Regions from separate parts of the Mus musculus genome. Here all the other regions are linked to region 1. Evidence: chromatin contacts called from public HiCAR-type, HiChIP or PLAC-seq and promoter capture Hi-C data. All regions are on one chromosome and are shown on one strand. The core of a region is the stretch at or near the end of the contact, and the rest is flanking DNA. Distances in the headings are between cores, read along the strand shown. Region 1 holds the start of Nid2 (nidogen 2). Region 2 holds the start of Mrps16 (mitochondrial ribosomal protein S16). Region 3 holds the start of Nudt13 (nudix (nucleoside diphosphate linked moiety X)-type motif 13). Region 4 holds the start of Sec24c (Sec24 related gene family, member C (S. cerevisiae)). Region 5 holds the start of Fam149b (family with sequence similarity 149, member B).

Region 1 (5,026 bases), core at 398-2,897:
ATTAATTAATTAACAGTGGTAGGAAAATAAGAGGTTGTTCCTTTTGAAAACTTCCTCAATTTTCCATTTTTTCCCTTCAATGAACCTATCATTAGAAATATTTGTGTACTTATAGGTGGTTCTTGGTATCTGAGCCTTAGTCCCTCATTTCACTAAGCCGACTTAGCCACTTAGGAGAGCCTTAGAATGCCCCCAGAGACAATAAATAGACTTCACTCACAAGCTGCCTAAGCACTGGTTTCATCCAGTTCAACGCCTGATCAAGGGAAGAAACTCCTAGTCAAAGCCTTAGATCCAACACAAAATTCAGGCCGTCCCTTTAATTTATTCAGCTGCAGGGTATCCCTCACTTACCTCTCCTGACGGCGCAGCCCCGCGACTGACCTCCTCGTAGGCGCCCACGTGCTCCCAGGTGGCCAGGAAGGCGTGGGTGGGGGTGAAGCTGGACCCCGACAGCGGGAAGCCAGTGCGCACGTAGCGGGCAGCCAGGCTCAGCACAGCTCCGGAGGTGTCCTCGCGGTACAGGATCCGGCCCCTGCTGTGACTAGTGTCGATGTCAGCCAGGAAAGGGGCGATGGCTGGGAAGTCAGTAGGAAAATCATCATCTACATATTGAGTCTCCCTGGGGAAGTCCTGGGTGGAGATGATGCCGTTGGTGCCCACCTACAATAAGACCAAGGGGCGGTGAGACAGTTCAGCAGGTAAGGGCACCTTGCCGTCAAACCCGACGACTTGAGTTCTAGGACACAAGGTGGAAGAAAAAGCCAGTTCTCTGATCTTCATACACACGAGGTGGCACGTGAATCCCCAACATTTTTAATATTTTTAAAAGGTCAAAATAGTGGTGGTCGCTCAAGCCCAAGGGCAGCCACCGTGCTCCAGTCGTACGCACCTACCGTCCACCTATTGTAGAAAATATTTCTACTCCAATCAAGGTTGAGCCACATCCAGGGTAGCAAGCTCCTATCTCACCCTCCAGTGCACTGCGACCCACAGGTGCGGCTGCTCTCGAACCGGTCCATCTTTCTCCAGTATTGCTCGCCCTTAAGATAGCTCTGCCGGCGTGCACAGTCCCCCCCCCCCCACCGCCCTAAACGCAAACCCCACTCGCAGCCTTAACTTCATCTTCCTGCCTAGAATGTCAAAGTAGAGGGGCACGGTTCCAGCTCGCCCTTGAAACGATCCTTATTCCTCCACAGTAAGGATCAAGAAGTTGCAGCGCCGCTGCTAAGCCTGGTCCCCAGAGGGGACGACAGTTAAACATGGAGGTTGTTCCACTCCCTGGGAAGAAGCTAAGAGTCCCACACCCAACCGCGCACCTCCGGGAGCTGAACTTACGTAGAGGCTGCTGAACTGGGCATCGTAGAAACGCAGGGGTATTGCCAGCTTCACAGCTGCTGAGCTTTCGTCGTCGCCCTCCGGCAGCAGCTGGTCTCCCCACGACTCCCCGTAAGGAAAGAGCTCGTCGGGACGCAGAGCCCCGACTCGCGACAGCAGCAACAGCATCACCAGCAGCGATAGCGGTGATGGCGGTGTTAGCCACCCGGCTGTCGGGTCCCGAAACATGCTCACTCCTCCCTGGCTCTGCCCTCCACTCCGCAAGTCTCTGCGGGCCACACTGCCCGCCAGACTCCAACTTGGACCTCTGGTCCGCAATACGGGCCCGCCCAGCGCGCTGATTGGCTACAGCTCTCGGCCACTGACCAATCAGCGACTCTGAGAAAGTTCGCCAGCGGCCACTACATGTGGTTCTCATTAGGTTTTCTAAGACTGCTGTAGTTTGCTGGAGTGGCCGGGCTGGAAGGTGAGGCCGTTGGCCCGGTCTGGTCTAGGCTGTCCCAACTACTCCTGGGCTACCCCCAACTCTCCAGTGTAGGCTACGACGCTGCAGGAGGTGACCTCAAGGGCTGGCAGGACCCTCGGCGCGCGTGCAGCTCTGGGCAGGAGCGACTGTGCGCACTGGGTTGGCAGAGCGAGGGAGGGTAATGAACACACTGGAGTTCGCGCCCTGCCCTAGGGTCCGGGGTACCCCTCTCGCTAGAGGCCTGGCCCTCGGATAAAGAATCAAAGGAGCTTTGTCTCCATCCGGGGGCTGCTCCGCCCCACCCAAATTTCCTGCTGAGAAGCATGCCTTTGTGAAAGGCTGACTCCTAAATTCTATCCCCAAGCGCTGGCTAACCTTTGTAAGGACACTGCCACCCTCTGAAATGTCCTCCCCAGCTGTTTGCCTTCCCTGGGGGAAACCACCCTTCAGCAGACGGTGAATCCTACTTTGTGTGACCCCCTTGAGTTGGAGCCTGGAGTGAGGCGGCCAGGCGCCGGGGCGGAACCACTGAGTGTTTCTCCCAAAGCCTGGGAGTTTAGGAACTGCCCTAGCGGGAGGCCACAGAGTCGGTAACCCGAGCTGCCCTGCAGGATGGGAAACCTTACAACCTGGAAAGCAGCTGTGCCGGTGTTGGGGAACCCCCTCCATCATAAACATCCCCTCTGGGAGCCGGATGAGATTTTATTACTATTTTATTATCAGGAGGGTGAAATTTCCCACGTACAGTCCGTTTTCTCTCGGCTTGGCCCATCCCCCACAGGCTCCTTAGAAGCAAAGGTAGTTTAAAAAAAAACTTAAAGATATAGGACTCTCAAACAGAGCTTTCTCTTTGTGTTTATCCAGCTATGTAATTCTTAAAGACCCATGGGGCCAAATACTAAAACTTCTTGAAGACACCAGACTGAAAGACTCTGAATCAACACAACAAAAAAGGCCCACAGCAGTTTGCTCCCTCTAGCTGGAGAGGGGTATGTTTGCTCTTACACAAAACAAACTCAAGTTTGCACATTTTTTTTTTCTCATTTTTCCTCTTGGGACCAAATATTTACATTTTGCTGAGGACAAAATGGTGTCTCAAAGATGTGAGATTATTTGACTTGTTCAAGGTCACCTCTTCCATCCTTCATGGATTCTTCCTCAGGCTCGGCACATCTCCTCCATTCAGCATAACAATAGCAGCTAACTTTGACTGGAGGTCTGTCCTACAAATTAGTGGCAAACCAAATTCCAAGACGGAATCCCCACAGCCTGATTTCCTAGTGTTTCCTCCCTTGTAAAATCACCCAGCCTCCCAGGAAGGTGGGCTAGCCTGTGTATTCTCACCAACAGAATGGGGGCCATAGTGATGAGAATTCACTTCAGTGGCTTTTCTGTCGTGCCAGCCAACACCATCTCTCCACTGGTTCTGAGGAAGCCATCTACTGCATTTGGAGAGCAATGCAGAGTAAAGAACTCCAGACAGCCTCTGGTCACCAGCCAGTAAGGAACCAGATTCTGCTAAGAGTCATGTAGGTGAGCTAGTGGAGTCTTGAGATAGCACCACAGCCCTGGCTGACTTTGGTTGCAGCCATATGATAGACCCTTGAAGCGAAGGCCTCACTCAGTTAAGCCACAACAGATTCTTGATTAAGAATTAATTACCCCGAGAATTACTAAATATCTGTTGTCTTAAGACATTTGATTTGAGAGGAGTTGCTGGATGTAATAGACAAGCAAATCAGCAGGACACTGTGCTAAGGAGACTAAGCTTGGGCAGTGGTTTGTTTGTTTGTTTGTTTGTTGTTTTAAGTGATTATTGCCACATGACTGGTGTGCATCAGAGCTTTTCTTTAAACCCAGTTTTGTCTAATCTCTAAACTTCTACCCTCAACCGAAGATTTTACTGATTCAATGGCATTTTCACTTTGCAAAGTAACTTAGGTTACTTCTCTTGATTCATCTCTGGCTGTGCCATCGGCTCTCAAATGGCACCTCCTATATTTCATGACGCAGAATAGCTCACACACTAGTCCCCTTCCCTATGGTGGATAAGTGTCCCCACCAATCCATAAATGACCCTTTGCATCCCTCAAGACATGAAGCAATAGTCTTCAGAAAGCTTTCCTGGAAAACAGCCAGATCTAGAAGCCTCTTCTTGCTCCACCACGCTTACCGTGGTGGTCTCTCTTTCCACATCTCTCCCCTGGTCTGATTAGCCACCATCAGTATGTTTTGGGAGAAGAAATTTTGTCTTATTCTGAGCCTGTCACGGTGCCTAGAGTATTCAAGGAGTATTTGTTGAGTGGGTGAAGCCAAGCAAGCCACCCTGGGACTAGGGCCCAGCTCTGTTGGCCTAGAACAACATTCTTCTCTGCCACCTTTTCTACTAATCAGACCTAATTTGTAATCCTCTTTACCAAGCTGCTTAGCAACCCACCCACTACTGTTCTCCGGTTTTCATCAGTCTCTCATTCATTCATGCAATATTCCCGAAAGCTTACCCTAGCTGTCATGACCTGATCCTCGACCTTACAGGCTCACCATCACAATTTGGTTCTGAAAATGAAGCATAAATGCAAGGCTCTAGCATAACATGTATTTGCCAGCAAAACAGGCCAACTGGCTTTGAAAATAAAGATAGCACTAGTTTTGATTCCCATGTAATCTGAGGACCAAGAAGGAGTTCCAGGGGAGAGATGGCTGAAATGAACAGTCTTGTTTCCCCGAATCACAGCTGTGCTCAAACAGACATTCCTTAGAGCTTTTATTCTAATTTATTTTTAAGCAACTCCATGGCACCAAAAGAGAAGCTTCTTTAAAATGTCACTTTTAAAGGAGTCATTTTTAAAGTGTCATGGGGAAAAGAAAATTTCTGTCATAGCTGTTTCACTAGTCAGAGGGAAAAAATGCTTTTCTGGTACCCACAGTTTCATTTGCAAGGATAGAATTTCCATGACCTGCCCAGCTGGCTGAAGAGGCAGAGGCCCCTTTCAAACTGAAGTTGTAAAGGATGTAGAAGCGTTTAGCCCTCTTGGGTTGGGTCCTTACAGTAGACTGAAGAACGTTTGAGAATTGAGATTATTTTATCCATCTCGAGCTAGGGTCTGTATCAGACACGACGCCTTCCCAATAGATCTCCAGTGACACATTCTGTTATGAGTGCCATGACCCCAAGAATGACGTTACTTCCTGTTATTTTGCTTAGGAAAGTTAAAGCACATC
Region 2 (4,797 bases), core at 1,872-4,371, 640 kb before region 1:
GCTAGAGCCTTTCAAGGTGAATTTTAGACATGAGACATCTCATCTGCAAATCCCTTAACATGGTCAGACTTGAATATAATTCCTGTCTTGCCTAGTACTAAAGATGGAGTTCTCCCATACCCAGGATGGTCTCAAACTCACTACCACAGATAACAATGAACTCTCAAGCTCTCTCTCTTACCTACCAAAACTGGGATGACAGACACAGGATTTTCTACCTAAACCATGATGTTATTGGCATCTGTCATGTTCACAGAGTCCCTGCCTGAGGCTGGGGATACCACCTTCAGAGCTGTCAACATGCCTTTGATCCCATCAATCAGGAGGCAGAGGCCAGGTAGTTCTCTATGAAGCCAAGGCCAGCCTGGTCTATACAGCAAGTTCCAGGCCAGCCAGGGCTACAGTAAGATCCTGTCTCAAGAAAAAAAAGTTGTTTTCTGTGCGTGTGCTCCATCACACCCCACACCTTTATCCCTCTTGATCTTGTGCCTCTAACAAACTCCAACTTACCCCTCATGGTCCATTTTAGTGATGTTTCTTCTCTGAGGCCATTTTTCTTCAGTCTTAGGGTAGATCTGATACTATTTCTTTGTGTCACCTTTAGGTCATAAGTGTACTTTTGCTCTGGAAATATTTATTTTGTAGAACTGTTTATGTATTTGATTTTTCATTATATTTGTTTATTTATCTACCAGTGAGGTCTCTGAGGGCAGGGGCTGTATATGTACATACATACTTTAATTCTTAGTATCATGTATATTGCTGAGCAGAGTACACTTCAGCAAATGTATGTCGACTGAATACATGTCTGTAAAACTTAAGGTGTGAGTCAAAACATGGACATGGCTGGAAAGCTGTGCTTCATATTTTCACAGCCTTTGAAACTCACTGTTCTTTTAACACAGAAAACAAACAGAAAACAAAATCTTGGCCTGGGGGCTCATAAATACAATCCCAATTCCTGATCAGCTGAGGAAGGAAGATAGTTTCAAGTTCAAGGCTAGCCTGAAATACCTGAGTTTCCAGCCATAAGTTTCACTAACAGGAACACTCAGTCTCTAAATAATTTAAAAAACAAAAATAAACAAAAAATGAGAGGAAAGATATATACCTACCATATATCCATCCACAAATAATGTTTTTTAATAGTTACATAATTATGTAGGACATATAAAGTATATGCTACATATGAATTCAGAAACACTGGTGAATTTTGAAGGTTTTTTTTTGTTTTTGTTTTTGTTTTTTTTTTGAGTAGCACTGGTATAGGTCGTGGACATCTATTGGTTGAATAGCAGATTCATCTAAGCTGACTCTAGTTGTGTTTTATGAAGTAGAAAAGAGGCCAGGATATGTTTTGGTAGAGGTGTGGTATAGTGAGGTGGGAGAGGTTGCCTCTGTGGGCCCATGCTGAGGCACCCCTTCCCCCTGAGGGACCAGCCACACAACAGATACAGTATAGAATAGAGTTTATTTAGGGCATGTGTAAGGGAGTTGAGAAAGTAGTAGAGACAGAGAAAGGGGGGGGGGCGGGGAGGGAAGAAGAGGAGAAGAGGGAAGGCCAGAATCATTGAGAGAGAGAGAGAGAGCAAAGAGAGGAGCTCCTTTCATAGTAAACTAGGCATACCTGGCAATTGCCAGGTAACCGTGGGGTGGAGCCTAGAAGGAATTCTAACAACTCTACTATGCTTAAGTGGAAACCAATTTGGACTGTATCTCCTAACTCTCTCTCTGCCAAGCTGGAGGAGCTCACGGAAGCTGAGGATGCTCTGTCTGAAGCCAACGCGTTGAATAACTGCAACGCCGAAGTGTGGGCCTATCTGGCTCTGGTCTGCCTGAAAGTGAGTGTTTCTTATTGTCCCTTCACAAGGCCCTCTCAGGGGTCAGGTGAAGGCCCAACTAAGAAAGAAAGGTAAGCTGGCTGTTAGCACACAGCAACTGAAGTTGGAAGAGTTCCAGATTTGTCTCTACTGATGACAAGGAGAATGTTCTGGGCGGTTCCTCCTTGAGATGGATGTGGTCAGTAACCTCCGATTCACATTTTACTAGGAAAGATGTTAATTGCTTCTTTCAGGTTGGACGACAACTGGAAGCAGAGCAGGCTTATAAGTACACAATAAAGGTATGCGACAGCTGATTGCCATTCTGAGAGTGTACAGACCATGAGAGCGCTCAGTGCCTGATGAATTCCCACCCAAGATCCAATACATTCCAATTCTTTGAGAGCTTCCATGGTGTCGAGAATACAGGAGAGGCCCATCCCGTCCCCACAAATCTGGAGCCTCTTAAATTAGGGGTCTTCAAAGTCACCTGGTGTGTTGGACATAACTTCTTCCCTGCCTTGTTTCTGCAGCTGAAACTGAAAGACCAGGCTCTACTTGAAGAAATCCACACTGTACAGGAAATGGTTGGTTTTGGAAATCCATCTTTCTGACAGCCTTACAAGTGGATATTTAATATGGAGCCCCAAGCACGTTTCCTTTCCAAACTGTCACCAGATGAAGCCTGCCCATCCCCACCCCTTTAGTTCACATTAAAAAAATATAAACCCCAAACTCAAAATTTATCATGTTTCTGGAGTCGTATGTATAGCACATTATATTTTATATGCTCTTATGTACATGTAGCTAATTAATAGCCACTATTTGTGGGTAGATATCTGGCATAATGGTGTGACTATTAGAATTACTTTTTAAAGTTTATCTGATCACCTTGTTGGTAAGATTCCCTGGAGGTGCACAATTGCCAAAGTTCTGGACCAATGTTACTGGGGCTTGGAAATTAAGGCAACATCTTCAAAGGTGGGACCAGAATACAACTGTGCTGTGTCACACACAGTTGACAGTGGGTAAGAGAACAGAGGATATTCCGGAGGCGGGGGAACCGTCGCAGGATGGAACGGCCTGCAAGGAACTCAGCACCGCCGCGGACAGGAAAGTCTCCCGCACGCCGCAGGCACTCAGCTGAAGACCGCCAGCAGCCCACGCCTACAGACACGCCTCTTCCGTAGCAGTCAAGGATCAGTCACCGGCGCCCTGTGGCACTCCCGGCGCTCGGTTGCCCTCCCGTGCGCATTGGAAGAGAAAGCGGAAGGGGCGGGCCGATCGGCCGGAGGCTTCCGCAGAGGGCTTTCCGGCTCTGGAGTGGTGCGGACGTCGCGTCGTGTGCCCGCCGGCCGCTTGGGGGCGCTCTTCCGGGCTTCAGGCTCTGTGCCGCGGGGCTGTGCAGCGGGACAGCTGGAGAGCCGCTCGCCCAGGCACCATGGTCCAGCTCAGTGAGTGCGCGGGGCTTCCGGGCGGGCGTGGGCTGCGGCGACCCGGGCTAGGCGCGGCCACATCGCCTTCCAGCGGAGCTTCGTCTCAGTCCGTCTCGCTTTTAGCAGTGGTCTCACTGGGTAGCTCTGGCTGGCCTGGAACTCGCAGCGTAAAGACGGGCTGGCTTCGAACTCCTTCCTAGACAGACCTTTGCCTCTGCCTCCCAAAGGCCCTGTGATTAGAGGCGTGCGCCACCGCGCCCAGCCTGTCTCAGTTTTTTACCACACATCGTAGAAATCGTTTTACAGATGAGGCACCTAAGGGTAAGACAAGGTCATGGCTTAGTAAATGGTGTTAGGGTCCGAGAATTTGGAAATAATCCAATATGAAAACCAAGTTTAAACCAGCAAGCTTATTTTAAAAGCTAATATTTCGGGGAGACGGCTGGGTTCGGGGTCCAAAACGTGACAGCGTGGGGCAAGACAGGACAACCTTTTAAAACATAAAAACCACAAATTGGATGGGCTAGGGACCACATGCATGGTTTTCCATACCTGTCATTTTAAGTGGGTTACTACCGGTCAAGTACCTCAGTTGGCTTTTTTTTTTTTTTAAACTTTTTATTAGGTATTTTCCTCATTTACATTATGCTATCCCAAAAGTCCCCCATACCCACCCCCCACTCCCCTACCCACCCACTCCCCCTTTTTGGCCCTGGCGTACCCCTGTACTGGGGCATATAAAGTTTGCAAGTCCAATGGGCCTCTCTTTCCAGTGATGGCCGACTAGGCCATCTTTTGATACATATGCAGCTAGAGACAAGAGCTCCTGGGTACTGGTTAGTTCATATTGTTGTTCCACCTATAGGGTCTCAGTTGGCTTCTTAACTTGGCCTGGATTGAGGCCAGCCAGTCAGAGCCTATATAGTGGCTGGTTGGTTTCAGTCCGGACTAGTTGCTAACCAACAAGGCATAGGGTGAGATATTGTGGCCTAAGTTCATATGGGGCGCCTGGGGCCAGAAGCCATTTCTGGGAATTCAGCTGTTTCTTAGAATTTATCTTAGTACAAAGTGGAGACTATTTACAAGATGGAGTCTCCAAGGGTAAAGTGGACCCCAACCTCGGCAGGACTGTGTTATGTGGATTTGGAAAAAAGGAGGTATGTCTGGTCTGGAGGGGTTAAGGAGGAGTTTCACCCACACGATTGTATCTAAGCTGGATGGGGCAGGGCATAGATTGGAAGTGAGAACATTGCAGTAGAAGGAGGAATTGTGCCTTTACCTTATATTACCTTATATTTTGAGTCTACTAAACATTTTTGCACCCTAACGAACTATTTCTCTACAGCAACCATTTTCTGCAAAGCCTACCACGGAGGCCACCTAACCATACGCCTTGCTTTGGGTGGCTGCACCAACCGGCCTTTTTACCGCATTGTGGCTGCTCACAACAAGTGCCCCAGGGATGGCCGATTTGTGGAGCAGTTGGGCTCCTATGATCCACTACCCAACAGTCACGGAGAAAAACTAGTTGCCCTCAACCT
Region 3 (4,788 bases), core at 141-2,640, 540 kb before region 1:
GTACAGGTCAGAGGACACCCTCAGGTGTTGGTCCTCACCCTCCACCTTATTTTGAGCCATGATATTTCTGTCATTCATCACTGTGTATACTAGGCTGGTTAGCCTGTGAGCTTCCAGAGAGTCACAGATGTGCACTATTGCACCCCACTTTACATGGGTCCTGGGGACTCAAACTCAGCAAGCACTTTATCTGCTGAGCCACTTTTCCAGCCCTGACTAAAATTTACTTATTTATTTTTACTGATTTTAAATTTCATTTATTTATTTATTTTTGAGACAAAGTATCACTCTGTAACCCAGGCTGGCCTCAGACTCATAGCGACTCTTTTGCTTCAGCAGGAAGGATTATAGGCTATCTTTAAATTTTAAAGCACATGCATATACATACATACACACACATATATATGTATATATAAATACAATAATGTATAACAAAACCAGTAGTTTCCAGGACTAACGGCTAAAAGAGGTTATTTTCACGCTACTGGAAATTTAGGCTACTGGAATTCCTCTGGTGAGGTTAATGGGTCCTGGGAATCGAGCTGTAACTACTCACTGCTCTTGTATGGCCATACAGCTACCTGGTTTCTTGTCCAATATTTGATACCAAATTAATTTTAGCCAACTGTCGATTATCATGGCCTGACGACTGGACAATATGTCAAACAGCATCCCCACACTTGACGCTCCTGGTGTGTGTGTATACAAAGAATTATCGATGAGATGAAAGGTAACGTTGTTTTTACTCAAAACTAATAAATGCCAAGGCATTTGAACGTATGAACTAACAACTTCTATGGCACACACACACACATTTCTCATTCTGTTCATCTTTCCAGATGGAATGACTTGAAAGGCATAAAGCGTGACCGTGGGTTCCTCCTGAATCTTCACAGGTGCCCAGGGAGCAGCCACTCCACTGTGGACTTCGATGGCTGGGAATGCTGGAAGCTGATGAGCAGCCGTGTTGCAGACTTCACGGTCTCTGTGCCCTGGTTTATATAAAAAGCTTTATGGTTTATTTCTAAAAGATCCCGCCACCATTTAAAAAATTAAGAGAAAAGGTGAAATATTGGAAACTTCCATTTTAAATAGCTCTTCAAAAATATTTCAGAAAATATTTAGAGGTACTCAATGTTGGGTACAAAAACGTCCGGTTTCTCGAGATTTGAAAGGTTTAAGTTAAAACTGTCAAACTCTGTAACCGAGAGCGTCTGGCAAGTTTTGATTATGGCTCCTTACTACATCCTAGTTGCACTTAGAACAGGTTTCGTTTCCTGTACTCACTCTTTTCGAGATGCCTTCTATGCCCCAATGGTCTGCACGCCCCTGGAAACTCCAAATGTTCAAGTTCAAATGGTTTCTCTTTTCCCTTCCCAGTGGGATTGACGCTTTGCCACACCTCCCAGAATCCTCCTTAAAGATGCACTCTGGGAAATGTAGTTTCATCGCTACAGCGCACGTAGGGGTGGTTGGGTAAGTGGAAATCTGACACACTTCCCAGCAGTCTCAGAGAGATTACCGATGCACTCTGGGAATTGTAGTTCAACTTTTAGGCCGGGAGCTTGTAACCTTGGGTTGCAAAGTTAACCTTATAAAGCATATAGTGAAACCCACCACAAACAAATAGCTTTAACAGTTTCCAGATCTTCTGGGCTAGATGCTGCTTAGCTGAATTGGTGAGCCCCAGGTTCAGTGGGAGACCCTGCCTCAATGAACAAAGGGGAAAGCCATGGAGGAAGACATTCCATGTCAACTTTACCCTCTACACCCACATACTTTAATGTGCACCCATGGACACACATGTGCCATGTACATATGAACATGAAAAAAAAATCTTTTTTTAAGGTTAGGAGTTCCGGGCTTAGCCGGGCGTGGTGGTGCATGCCTTTAATCCCAGCACTTGGGAGGCAGAGGCAGGTGGATTTCAGAGTTCAAGGCCAGCCTGGTCTACAGAGTGAGTTCCAGGACAGCCAGGGCTATACAGAGAAACCCTGTCTCGAAAAACAAAAACAAAAACAAAAAAAGGAGTTCCAGGCCTGCCTTTAATCCCAGGAGACAGAGGCAGAGCCCTCTGAATTTGAGGTCAGCCCAGTGTACACAGTAGACTCAGGTTATCAGGGGTGCATACTGATACCTTGCTTTAAATAAACGAGGGACTGTGCTTAGGTATATAGACGCTTTAGGTAAAACTCTTACCTTGGTCAATCAGTAGGATCAATCACCATCTAAGACGAATCTCCAGTAAAGCTACTTGGGGCTGCTTTCTTTCTTACTATGGGAGTTGCTTGCTTCTGTGAGAAGCCAGTGCTATTAACCACTAAGCCATTTCCCTAGCTCTTCAAAATATAATTAATGAGACAAAATATTAAAAGTACAGGATACATAAAAAATGCATCTTAATGTAAACAAAATTCTATGGGAGAAAACAAAATAAATAACTGTACACACGGTTGTAAGTGCTGGGGCAGAAGTTAAAGCATGGTAAGAGGAGGAGCGGTTTTGCTATTTTACGTAGGATGGATAGCCTCATTGTTAAGGCAACACTGGAATAAAGAGCTTGACAGAGCTGACAGGAACAGCCAAGTTAGGATTTGTGGGGAGAGACTTGTAGACAGAGTAAAATAAGCTCGTGCAAAGGCCCTGGGGTGGAGATGTGCCTGGCGGGTGTAAAGAAAGGTTAGGACTGGGGCTGGAGAAATGGCAGAATGGTTTAGAGTCCTGATTGTTCTTCTAGAGGACCTGGATTTGAGTCCCAGCTTCAATATAACAGCTTACAACCTTCTGGAACTCTAGTTCCAAGGGATCTGAGGTCCTCTTCTGGCCTCTGTGGGCATTGCTCAAATGTGGTACACAGTATACACAGACAAAACACCCATAACACATAACAATAAAAGGTAAAACAAAGAAATGTAGGACAGATCATTATAGATGAGGTCAAAAAATAGACAGGCACTAGATCACACGGAGCCTCACGAGTGTTATGTTTTTATAAAGCCATTATAATGTTCTGGGTTTATTCCGAGAGGGATAGAATGTCACCAAAGGGCTTAAGCGGAACAAGAGGACATTTTAAAAGAACCATTGTAGGGACAAGGTTACTAACTCCTGAATATAGATCTGAACACAGATCTAGATCATCAGAAAAAGGACAGCAGGCCTAGTTTAATGGCTAGCCAGTTTTTAATGGTGAGAGGAACGTGTGTGTGTGTGTGTGTGTATAAAAAGAGAGAATGTGTGGGTCTATCTGTCTCTCTCTGTGTCTGTCTGTCTGTCTGTCTCTCTCTCTCTCTCTCTCTCTGTGTGTGTGTGTGTGTAGTGTGTGTATAAAGAGAGAGAATGTGTGTGTCTGTCTGTCTGTCTGTCTGTCTGTCTGTCTCTCTCTCTCTCTCTCTCTCTCTCTCTCTGTGTATGTGTGTAGTGTGTGTAGGCCATTAGACATCATTCCTCAGGCACTGTTCACATGGGTGTTTGAGACAAAATCTCTCAGCCTGAAACTCTCCAAGTCGGCTATGCTAGCTAGTCATCAAACCCTGGGAACCTGTCTGTCTCTTCCTCCCCAGTGCTGGGATTATAAGTGCAGGCCACTGTGCCCAGTTTTTTCCATCAAGAATACAGAATGGAACCTCAGAGATGGTTCACCAGATAAATGACCTTGCTGCTACGTCCTCAGCACCTACATGATGGATAGGGAGAACCGACTCCTAAAGCTGTCCTCTGACCTCCACACCAGAGCCATGGCCCGCACACTAAATTTATTAATTAATGTAAAATATATAGATGGCATCTGAGGAATAACACCCAGGGCTGAACTTTGACATCCTCATGCACACATGTGCGTACAAACACACAGACACACACACACACACACACACACAGTTGGCACCAATAAACTTTTTCATTTATGTTACTTCACTTTATGCTCTCAGTACACTCACACCCCTAAGGCACACAGAGGCAAGATCTTGATCCTTATTCTGACAAACAAGGAAACTGAGGCAGTTGAAGAGCCTCCCAAGACTGTGCACCTAATGAAACCCATATGTTCTGCTCTCTCCACTGGACCACACTGTCTTTAAAGCCACAGCCAGCAAGAGTTACTCTCTCTGCTGTGCCTTTTATCCTCAGGGAAAAGGGCCAACCAAGATTTATTAAAGGGCAGAGCTACAGCCTCCCCCTGCCCTGCAGCTGGGGTATTATTCTCCAAACAAAGAGAAGCCTAGAAGTAATTCATCAAAACACACAGAAGTCCTATGATCCAGTTTTTATTTTCAAAGGAAAAAAAAAATCCTGGATTGTGCAGACTCAAGGGAAACCATAGAAATAGAGATGCTGGGGGCCATTTCCCACCAAGTCAGGGATAAAGGGCCAGGGGGCTTAACCTGTCCAGACACAGCAGGTGTCCCAGGGCCAATTATGTTGCATTTTGTGCTCTGCCCACTTATCAGATCCTACCATCAAGCAAACAGTAGTCAGGCCAGCACCGTCCCAGCCAAAGCAAACATCCAGCCCTGCTGGCGGTTTAGCATGCTGCCCTATCATGGCTTTTTCGCAGCACTCATTACTGTGAATTTGTGACTACAGAGGGAATGGGAGCCCAGAGAGAACAATTTAACATAGGCTCCCTGCCCTGAGCGTGTGATAAGATGCTTCAGGATGAGTCAGCTTGATTCAGGACTCAGGGAAACACCAGCAGAAGTTTAATCCCTGCCAGGGGCACCTGCAGACAGGTACACGTCCCCCACAGGGTGTTAGTCATCCATAGCACCAGAACTGACCTTCCAGTGC
Region 4 (4,514 bases), core at 599-3,098, 920 kb before region 1:
TCAAAACATACCTTGAGGAGGTGCCTGCTGATAACCTGGCACTGGGCCATTGTAGGCTCCATAGGGAGTAGCAGGGGCTGCAGGTCCTGGTTGCCCACCATAACTCGACTGATGATACCCTGGGTAGATGGGCTGGTTCTGCCCATATGGTGGAACAGGTGGAGCTGACTGGTTGACATTCATTATGAGAGCATCCCCGATTTGATCTCACCTATTGAATGAAGGAAAAGAACGAAATCAGTCAAAACAAACTTTCTACGGAGGGAGCAACTATTCAGGGAAGGAAGGAAGAGATGAAAAGGGATTGACCTTATCAGGCTGTGATCAGTTGAACTATTCCCACACTACTACAGGATCTCAGAAACTTCCTGCCCCGCCAGTATGCAGTCACTTTCTTCAAAGCAAGGGTTTTGTTACTGTGAACCCCATGTTGTGTCACTGCCAAGAAGGTATAAATTTCAACTTCAGACAGACTTAATGGAACAGAACAGCAGCAGCCATTCTCCAGTGGTATGACTTTCAGTGTCCAGGCAGTCACACAGAGTCCTCTGCCTGATAACTACCATGATGTTACAGGTAAATAAAGCAATGTTTCCACTTTCCATTCATTGTATCTACCACCAAGTCATCCATTCATCCCCCAAAACAGAATAACTTCAAATGTACTAGGTTTTGTTCAAACACACACACACACACACACACACACACACACACACACACACAAAGAAAAACTGTAAAGTAGCTATTTGGGAGAAACAGTATTCTTTGTCTGACCTACAATAATCCAAATGTTACTCTGACCCCAGTCTTTCCATGAACAGAATGTATTAACCTCACAAATGAAACATTTAAGATAAAAAAAAAGTAGCAATATTCCATGGCAAAGGTCATTCATCTCATGTCTCAAGCAGAGGACTATGGGTATTCTACATCCAAGAGCATGCCTGTAATTGTTTCTGTTCTAAGGTTTGTTTGATAGGTCGCTATCAAACTATTGCAATCTTGCCCAGGAACAGAAGGATGAGTTGGAGGTCCTTTTCAGGGGTCATTCCAACAAGGGGACTGGAGATCTAAACATCCTTCTAGTTATTATACAGGCAGAAGAGGCCCAGGAAGAGTGAGACCTCCTTTCAGGTGCTGCAGTAGAACAATAGGTTTCTCTTTGCTAGGAGAGCCCAGAAGCTAAACCGCTGCCGGACTGAAAACTCTGTAAAGTCAAAGCCATTTTAGAACAGTCCTTCCAAACGCTAAACGTTGCACATGCCACCAACATCAAGCCTGGGAAACGTCCCTCTCCCTTTAATTTCCTGAAGGAGGCTGAGGGACCGAATAAGCTCAGAGTCAAACTCCAATCTTGACTCCATTCTAGGGGGATAGCCGAGGGTGACAACCGAAAGGGGCGGGGCAAGCTTCCTAGAACTCTGAAAGTACCCGAGATGCGGAGGCTTGAGCGCTCCAGAGATCGAGATCCGGAAGCCAAGCCAGCCTCTAGGGCCACGAAGAGGGCCGGTTCACTAAGCAGTAAAGACCAATCCTCTAATGCCCTTCAACATGCTGGGAGGGCGAAGCGAGCCGGAACCTGGGCCAGGAGGTGAAGGGAGGGGTCCGGGGACCTAAGACCGATCGCCGGCCACAGATGCGAGAGGTGAGGGTCTCTTTCTAGGCCCCGCCTCCAGGCTCCTCCCTTTCCTCTAAAACCGGACAGCGATCAGGCCAAAAATACCCTGGCCTCTCCTCAGCATTCCTCCCCACCACGCAACCTCGCGATGCCACTCCTCACCCGGCTCCAGATCCAGGTTCGACTTCGTTCCTAACGTCAAGGCTCCCAGGCTCAACTTCCGGTTCCGAGGGGGGGGGGGCTGGCGTGCCGTCCCCGGAAGTTCCGCCCCATGCTCTAGGGCTAGGCCACTCCTTCTGCCACGTCGGCCTTAGGCACGCTTCCGGAAACCCGGATGTTGCGCATGCGTATGTGGTGTATCCCGTCATGGACGCAGTCTGTAAAGTATTGCTGAGTTTCATGCTTTTTTTTTTTTTTTTTTTTTTCTTTCCTTTCCAGATTTTTCCACATTTTCCAGACTTTTTTTATGGCTTTACCAGCTGAGAGGGTATTGAGAAAACTAGGTCAGATTATTTTTAGTAACGCTCCCTTCGTCGTGTGTTGACTTTAAGGACAGCTAGTCTTGTATCCACTTCCTGTTAACCTTTCACCCCGTTGATTTGCGTCCCTACGGTAGAGCTCACCCTGACCTTTGAGCCACACGTGGTAGTGGTAGGGTGGGTTCTAACCCTCGACTTTGGGCCGATTAGTTCAATGTTTGGACAACTTCTGCCCCGGTTTACTTCTTTAATGAAAAGAATTCGTGTCGAACAGTGAATTGGGATGAATTTAGAGACGTTTCCTAAGATTGTTCAGTATAATGTTTATTCAATAAAGATTAGTTACCATTTTATGCCTTGCCCTTTTTTTAATAGAGGTAACTCTACCAGAATATAAAGACCTCCCTGCTCTCTGTTAAAAGAGCTACAATTCTTTCAGTAATCATAAGACTCTTCAGAGAACAATGTTAACTAATAAATGATTATTGCTCTTTTATCCTCTAATCAGTTTTTTGAGACTGGATCTCAATTTATAGGCAGACTATCCTGAAACTGGATATATAACCCATGATCACCGTGAACTCCCACTTTTTATGCTTCCAACCTCTCCGTTGCATGCATTGGAATTCTTTCTGTGCTGTTATGCTTTAAGCACTTCTTTGGGCCAACTTAGGTTCATGAATAGAGTAGGCAAACTGTTTTGTGGGGTTTTTTCCTACGTAATGGTAGTTACACAGTAATGCATGCTTAGAGAAAAATGGGCATTTAAGTTTGCATGTCAGTTACTAACCAGTCAGTTGTTTCTGTCTAGCTTGTTTTAAAATGTCTTATGTATGGGTGTTTTGCCTGAATGTGTATCTGTGCACTTTGTGACTACAGTACCTGCAGAGGCCAGAAGAGGGCACTGGATCCCCTGGAACTGGAGTTAACAAATCTTGTAAGATACATGGATGCTGGAAATCAAACCCAAGTCACCTGGAAAAGCAGCCAGTGTTCTTTGTCACCAGCCCTGTTTCTATCCACTTTTAAAATACTGTCCGTGGATCCTAGTATCAGTATCAGCTGAGACTTGTTAGAAATGTAAATTAATATCTTTCCTATTTATTTGGGATTTTTTTTTTTTTTTCAGAGACAGGTTTTCTCTGTGTAGCCCTGGCTGTCCTGGAACTCACTCTGTAGACCAGGTTGATCTTGAACTCAGAAATTCACCTGCCTCTGCCTCGCAAGTGCTGGGATTAAAGGGTACATTACCACCACCACTTTTATCCACTCTTATGACTCTCTCTCTCTCTCTCTCTCTCTCTCTCTCTCTCTCATAGGAGGTCTCACTGTATAACCCTCCTGAATTCATTGTGTGGATCCAGCCGGTCTCCAATTCACAGAGATCCTTCTGCTTCTGCCCCCAGCGAGCTGCGATTAAAAGCATATGCTACCAAAGCTGACTAGAAATGTGCTCTAATTCACCTACATGTAGTTCAGTTTTGGGGACGGGGCTCAGCAAACAGTACTCCATTACACCAAGCTTGACAAATGACTCCCTCCTGGTTGATTCTCTTGCTGACTAACAGTTGTCAGTTTAAGAATTTGCCAAATGCAGATAACATTTGTTGAGCACTTGAGCTGCCCGAGCTTGAGCCCTCCCTCACCTTAGCATTTCACATGATTTATCCCATTCATATTTCATCACACCATAAGGAGGCAGATATAATCTGTCTTGCTTAAAGTTATGCACTCCTAATAAGAGCTAAGATTCACAGCTTAAAGATGGAGGCTATAAATTGCATTTTAAATTTTCCTATAACTCAACTTTGCACTTAGAATGGAGGCAGAGACAGGAAGATCAGAACCTCAGGCACACCTTGTTTATCACAAGTTCAAGGCCAGATTAGGCTATATAAGACCCTGTCTTTTTTTTTTTTTTTTAGATTTATTTATTTTATGTATGAGTACACTGTAGCCATCTTCAGACACACCAGAAGAGGGCATCAGATCCCATTACTGATGATTGTGAGTTACCATGTGGTTGCTGGGAATTGAACTCAGGATCTTTGGAAGAGCAGTCAGTGCTCTTAATCTCTGAGCCATCTCTCCAGCCCCAGACCCTATCTTTAAAAACAAAGTTCAAGTTTAGCTTGGGCTGTGTAGTGAGAGCTTGTCTCAAAAAGGTAAATAAATAAAGAGAAAAAACTGTAGGTGTAGATGGAGGCCAGTATAGGGTGCTTGCCTGGTGATTGTTCAGTTACTACCTAGTAGGTGTAGACCAGTAATGAGGGGTTGTGTGTGTGTGTGTGTGTGTGTGTGTGTGTGTGTGTGTGTGTTATTTTAGGTGTGTGTGTGTGTGTGTGTGTGTGTGATTTTAGGTGAACCCATAGCTGTCAAAGTGTTGTGGGTGTGGGGCTGGAGAGATAGGTCTGCAG
Region 5 (4,494 bases), core at 1,012-3,511, 600 kb before region 1:
CACACACAAACCTCACACCTTGCTTATATGTGTAAATACAAATTTTAAATGAAAGTCAAGGCTGGAAATATAGCTTAGCAGTGGTACTTCCTAGCATATCTGAGGTACTAAGTTCATTTCTCAGAACCAAAAAAGGGTGTGGGAGACTACACTGAGACAATCAACCTTGCTAACCCCTTTTTAACATCTATAACTAGTAACTGCTAAAGAATGCTACTACTTCAAAATGGATGGGCTCTGTAACAGCTAACATTAAACATTCATTTAAATACACTATCATTTCTATGCATTTAATCCTCATTGCTCACTCTATTATGATTCCCTTTGGGAAAGGCTATTTTTAGGAACTATAAAAAACAGCATCAAGAACAAGTAGTACAATACACAGGGTCAGAAATTTCAGCTCAGGAGATGCCTATCCAGAGTGTCTTCATACAACATGTATTTTTAACATCTCTGGTTAGAAATAATTATAAAAGCAAATCTGGGGCTGATAAGATGGCCCAGTAAATAAAGGTACTTGCCACCAAGCCTCATGACCTGAGTTCAATCAACAAGACTCACATAATGGAATGAGTGACTCTTGGAAGCTGTCTACTAACCTCCAAATGTGTGCTATGGGCCGGGCAGTGGTGGCGCACACCTGTAATCCCAGCACTTGGGAGGCAGAGGCAGGTGGATTTCTGAGTTCAAGACCAGCATGGTCTAAAGAGTGAGTTCCAGGACAGCCAGGACTGCGCAGAGAAACCCTGTCTCAAAAAACCAAAAAAAAAAAAAAAAAAAAAAAAATCAAAAAAACAAATGTGTGCTATGGTGCACGCGCATGTGCATGATACACTAAATGGAATTTTAAAAATTAAAAGCAGATTTTAAGTTAAATCCTTCTCACTTTGGGGAAATGATTATTTCTTAGTTTTATTCCCTAAGGAGCTTATTATCTGATTTGCTGTTGTGCAAATAACATATTCCTTAATAGATAACATGCTTCTGAAAAGCAAGGAGAGGTTCTCTTCTTTGTATGGCTCTTTTACCAAGTAAAGGCGGGAAGAAGAAAGTAGTGCTATCACTTATTGAGGATCTATTATGTACCAGCCCTACGTCATCATTTTAGGTATACTTGTACATCTTAGTTGTATACATAGACAGGAAGGCCCAGATCTAGTTAAATTTCCTAAAAGCTAAGTGGCAAGAAAAGTATCCATCTAAAAATCTCAGGTGTGACTTTAAATGAATGTTATTGGAATGCATAATAAGTGTATGGCTGTTGAAATTGCTTACTTCAATGAGGAGGACCAATGGGACTTGGTTTAAACGTTCAGGCCCTATTGGGTTCAGATGTGGAAGCTTTCTAATTTTATCTGAGCAACAGAAGCTAGTTACAGCAATCTTTCAGAACTGCTGAAAGGACCAAGAAACTGCAGGTTCTTTTGAAATTGCAAAGTACCAGTCAGTAGATATAAGGCTCTATGTTACACTTTACTAAGGGTACAAAGCAGGTTTTTAAACTACCAAAGTGCTTGCTTTTTAGCATTATTTGCAGGGGGTGTGACGGCAATGTGTGAATTGCTTGACAACAGGCTTTACAATCGGATTGACCCTTGGTTTGTACGTCTGAGCTGCACCACCTTCTAGATACAACCTTTAGACCTGTGATCTTTATTTGTAGGATGTGCAAAGTTGGTCTCAACCTGATTTCGCTATTGCATTCAAGCAAACAGCTTTGCATGGTGTTCTGAACTAGACACGTTCAACGTTATTGTAGCATTTAAGCTATTATCTTCAGTGGGGTCAAAAGCACTGTGGGAACAACGGATGCAGCACTCCCTCAATTCAGGACCTAACAGTCCCAAAGGCACACCCTAAGCTGGTGACCCAAAGACAAAAGGCAGCTTCCACCAGGGCTGGGAGGTGAGAATCCGGGATAGTATTTTCCCTCCCTATGTCTGGGACGGGAAAGGAGAGGACGGGCCTTATAAGGTCCCTTGAGCTCCGGCGGCCCAAGCTGGGCGAGCAGAGCAATCCACTCACAGCTCCACGCTCTGCGGCACGGCCTTCCGAGTGTATCTGGAGATCATCCTCCTTTTTCTCCTCTGCGGCCAGGGCGGGCAAGCCAGGGCGGGGGCCTCGGGGCCTGGCCCTCCCGCCGGCTCCGGCCCGGCCCCCTCCTGCCACCTACCGGCCCCGTCTCGCCCCGTCTCGCCCCGTCGCTTAGATTCCGGACCGCCACCTCCCAGAGTTCCCACTCTATAGTCTTCCGACCTGCCTCCTTCCTCTCATGAGCGGAAGTGACGAAGGTACAGCGTCTTTCGGAAATTGGCTCCGATGCGCACTAGAGACTATACTCAGGGTTCCGAGCCTCACGACTTGCAGGCGTTCAGGCGTGGATCAGGGCCCAAGCGAACGCGAGGACCCAGCATGGGCCGGGATTGGGCGGTTGGTGGTCGCCTCTGACCAAGTGTCCTGCTGGAAGAGGCAGCCAAGGAAAGGTGCCAGAGCAGAGGCGCACGAGAGAGCTATTGAAAGGGATCGCTTTACTTTTGTCAGGTGGAAGAAGAGCGTCTAGTTTGGTGAAGGAGCACTATACCGCGCCAGGACAGTGCTCCTGGTGGCTCCTCTTCTGTACTCTCGGGTATGTCATTTTTCATTAATTCCCATGATCTCAAGTCCAATTCTGACTCTGTAAATTCTACATAAAGAGCCCTGCTTGGATTTAGGGTGAGGGTGGGTAGAGTTTTTCCTTGATCCGCCAGGGTGAGAGGCAGCACGATTCTAATTTACAGTGGTGAGTGGGTAGTTGCATAGAAGGTGCAGGTTCCTTATTGGTTCATTGCAAAGCCAAGTAAGCTTAGGAATTAAATTGCTGCGTTAGGTGGGCATCCGGAACCATGACCAATTATTTTGGGACGAAACTCCGACACGCAAGTGTTGGCACTTTTAAATCTTCTATAGAAGCCCTGTAGAGCAAGGGGCATTGCTTTTTAACGCACCTAGTAACACAATTTTAAAGGAAGGTGTTTTAGAGACGGCAGACTAACACTTTCATTTCACGACTAAGTAGAAAGCTCAAGAAAGTAAAGTGCCCAAAGTATGCCACCGACTGAAGCACGGTTGGAAGGTGTGAGAGAATAATGGATAGTAATGGAATGTTTTCAAACTGTGTTACACACACTGCTGCCGACTGAAGGGCAAACATTTATTTATTTGTGAGAAAGGATCGTCTTATGTTACCTAGCCTAGCCTCAAAATCCTGGACCCAGGTGATCCTTTTGCCTTGATCTCTCAGCTGAGACCATAGGCACACCTAGCTATTTTTAACTTTTATCCTCACATACTTCTTTGGTTTGGGAAGTGAGTTGTTGGACTTTCATTTACTCCATAATATCAAGGTTTCCAGTTCACATAATTTAATTTTAAGGAAGATAGTTTTAAGTCTGTTATTCAGAGGATAAATCAAGTGGTGTCTGGTAAAGGCCGGAACCATGATGGTAGGTGTGTATCAAATTTGGGGGAAATAATGTAGTCACCTAGAAGAATTCTGAGAATGCTGTTATTTCTCCTTTTGTGTGGCTTATGTCCCTTGAACTTTGATGGCCATTTTTAGAGAAGAATGGAGGGCAGTGGAAAGCTCGCAATGGTAGAGGATGCTGTGGAGTACCATCTCTTCCTGATACCAGATAAAGCCAGAGGCACAGAAGAGCACAGAGAGATTCTTCAGAAGTACATTGAACGGATAATGACCCAGTTCGCACCCATACTGGTCCCTTATATCTGGCAGAATCAGCCTTTCAATCTCAAATACAAGCCTGCAAAAGGTAAAGTAAGCCTTCCTTCTGAGAGACTTGTTCCATAACCTTAAAAGCCACTGACGTCTGCCCACATATAGCCAAGCCCCTAACTTTAACTCTATAGAATATCTTTATGGCTAGGGATGCGGGGACTGTGGCTGTGGTATGGACTCTCTCACTGTGCCTAAGTGTGAGTGCTGGTGCTGCGAAGGCCCAGGCTTGGGACTTAGTCACAGTTCTTTTTCTCTGCGCAGGACTTATCTCCATGATGCCTGTGGGAGGTTGCTTTGTTTCATGTAGCTGTTTTCCTGAGAATCCAAGAGTGACTTTGTCTGGCCAATAAAAACAACTAAATGGGTTTTGTTACTGTCCGTTGCCACCCAGAAGCATTTCCGGTGTCCTTTACTGCTGTCACCAGTGCTTACGTCCAACTCTAGCAAAATACAGTCATCTGTTCTGTCATGTCTTCTAACGTTATGAAAATGAATGAGTGCAGCCAGGCTGTATTTACTCAGTGACTCAGAGTGACTGTTGAGGATCGGGAGCCTTGGATCTTTGGATCCCGCCATTCCTGTTCACACTTCAGTGCTAATGTGTTAGATTTGGCTAGCAGCCGCTCGGTTTCTCCTGTGGTATTACTGTCACTGAACTTTTTTCCACCACTGGGCATTGAACCTGGGGCCTTGTGCGTTGCTAAGCAACTGGTCTG

Evidence for each region. Promoter capture Hi-C pulls out the DNA fragments that hold promoters and counts their contacts. HiCAR-type assays count read pairs that join an accessible place to other places. HiChIP or PLAC-seq counts read pairs in DNA pulled down with a chosen protein or histone mark.
Region 2: a contact with region 1 is called in a promoter capture Hi-C map of maxillary cranial neural crest. The contact joins the promoter of Mrps16 here to the promoter of Nid2 in region 1. A contact is called at or near these places in 2 of 39 promoter capture datasets (maxillary cranial neural crest and stem cell-derived epiblast-like cells) and 3 of 115 datasets of contacts at active chromatin or transcription factors (embryonic stem cells, extraembryonic endoderm stem cells and stem cell-derived neural progenitor cells).
Region 3: a contact with region 1 is called in a HiCAR-type map of astrocytes, with 5 times the contacts expected there. The contact joins the promoter of Nudt13 here to the promoter of Nid2 in region 1. A contact is called at or near these places in 11 of 39 promoter capture datasets (the 3T3-L1 cell line, 3T3-L1-derived adipocytes, cranial neural crest and 7 more) and 6 of 115 datasets of contacts at active chromatin or transcription factors (astrocytes, embryonic forebrain, embryonic stem cells and 2 more).
Region 4: a contact with region 1 is called in an H3K27ac HiChIP or PLAC-seq map of epiblast stem cells, with 5 times the contacts expected there. The contact joins the promoter of Sec24c here to the promoter of Nid2 in region 1. A contact is called at or near these places in 1 of 39 promoter capture datasets (cranial neural crest) and 3 of 115 datasets of contacts at active chromatin or transcription factors (epiblast stem cells, extraembryonic endoderm stem cells and microglia).
Region 5: an H3K27ac HiChIP or PLAC-seq map of embryonic stem cells shows a contact between it and region 1, with 2.5 times the contacts expected there. The contact joins the promoter of Fam149b here to the promoter of Nid2 in region 1. A contact is called at or near these places in 6 of 39 promoter capture datasets (cranial neural crest, embryonic stem cells, frontonasal cranial neural crest and 2 more), 1 of 115 datasets of contacts at active chromatin or transcription factors (embryonic stem cells) and 1 of 9 other capture datasets (adipose tissue).

The regions. Positions count from the first base shown.
Region 1 is chr14:19,747,878-19,752,903 of GRCm38.p6, reverse strand. Nid2 (nidogen 2) reads right to left here and starts at 1,647. Exons shown (of 21, transcript NM_008695.2): 1 at 1,339-1,647; 2 at 355-663. The coding sequence starts at 1,566.
Region 2 is chr14:20,391,958-20,396,754 of GRCm38.p6, reverse strand. Mrps16 (mitochondrial ribosomal protein S16) reads left to right here and starts at 3,121. Exons shown (of 3, transcript NM_025440.3): 1 at 3,121-3,274; 2 at 4,602-4,797. The coding sequence starts at 3,262. Cfap70 (cilia and flagella associated protein 70) reads left to right here. Exons shown (of 29, transcript NM_029698.1): 27 at 1,740-1,841; 28 at 2,075-2,122; 29 at 2,354-2,565. The coding sequence ends at 2,434.
Region 3 is chr14:20,291,292-20,296,079 of GRCm38.p6, reverse strand. Nudt13 (nudix (nucleoside diphosphate linked moiety X)-type motif 13) reads right to left here and starts at 1,390. Exons shown (of 9, transcript NM_026341.3): 1 at 1,288-1,390.
Region 4 is chr14:20,671,655-20,676,168 of GRCm38.p6, reverse strand. It overlaps Sec24c (Sec24 related gene family, member C (S. cerevisiae)), which reads right to left and starts at 1,848. Exons shown (of 23, transcript NM_172596.2): 1 at 1,781-1,848; 2 at 12-211. The coding sequence starts at 183.
Region 5 is chr14:20,345,929-20,350,422 of GRCm38.p6, reverse strand. Fam149b (family with sequence similarity 149, member B) reads right to left here and starts at 2,261. Exons shown (of 14, transcript NM_001024512.2): 1 at 2,029-2,261. The coding sequence starts at 2,075. It overlaps Ecd (ecdysoneless cell cycle regulator), which reads left to right and starts at 2,302. Exons shown (of 14, transcript NM_027475.3): 1 at 2,302-2,629; 2 at 3,602-3,812. The coding sequence starts at 3,608.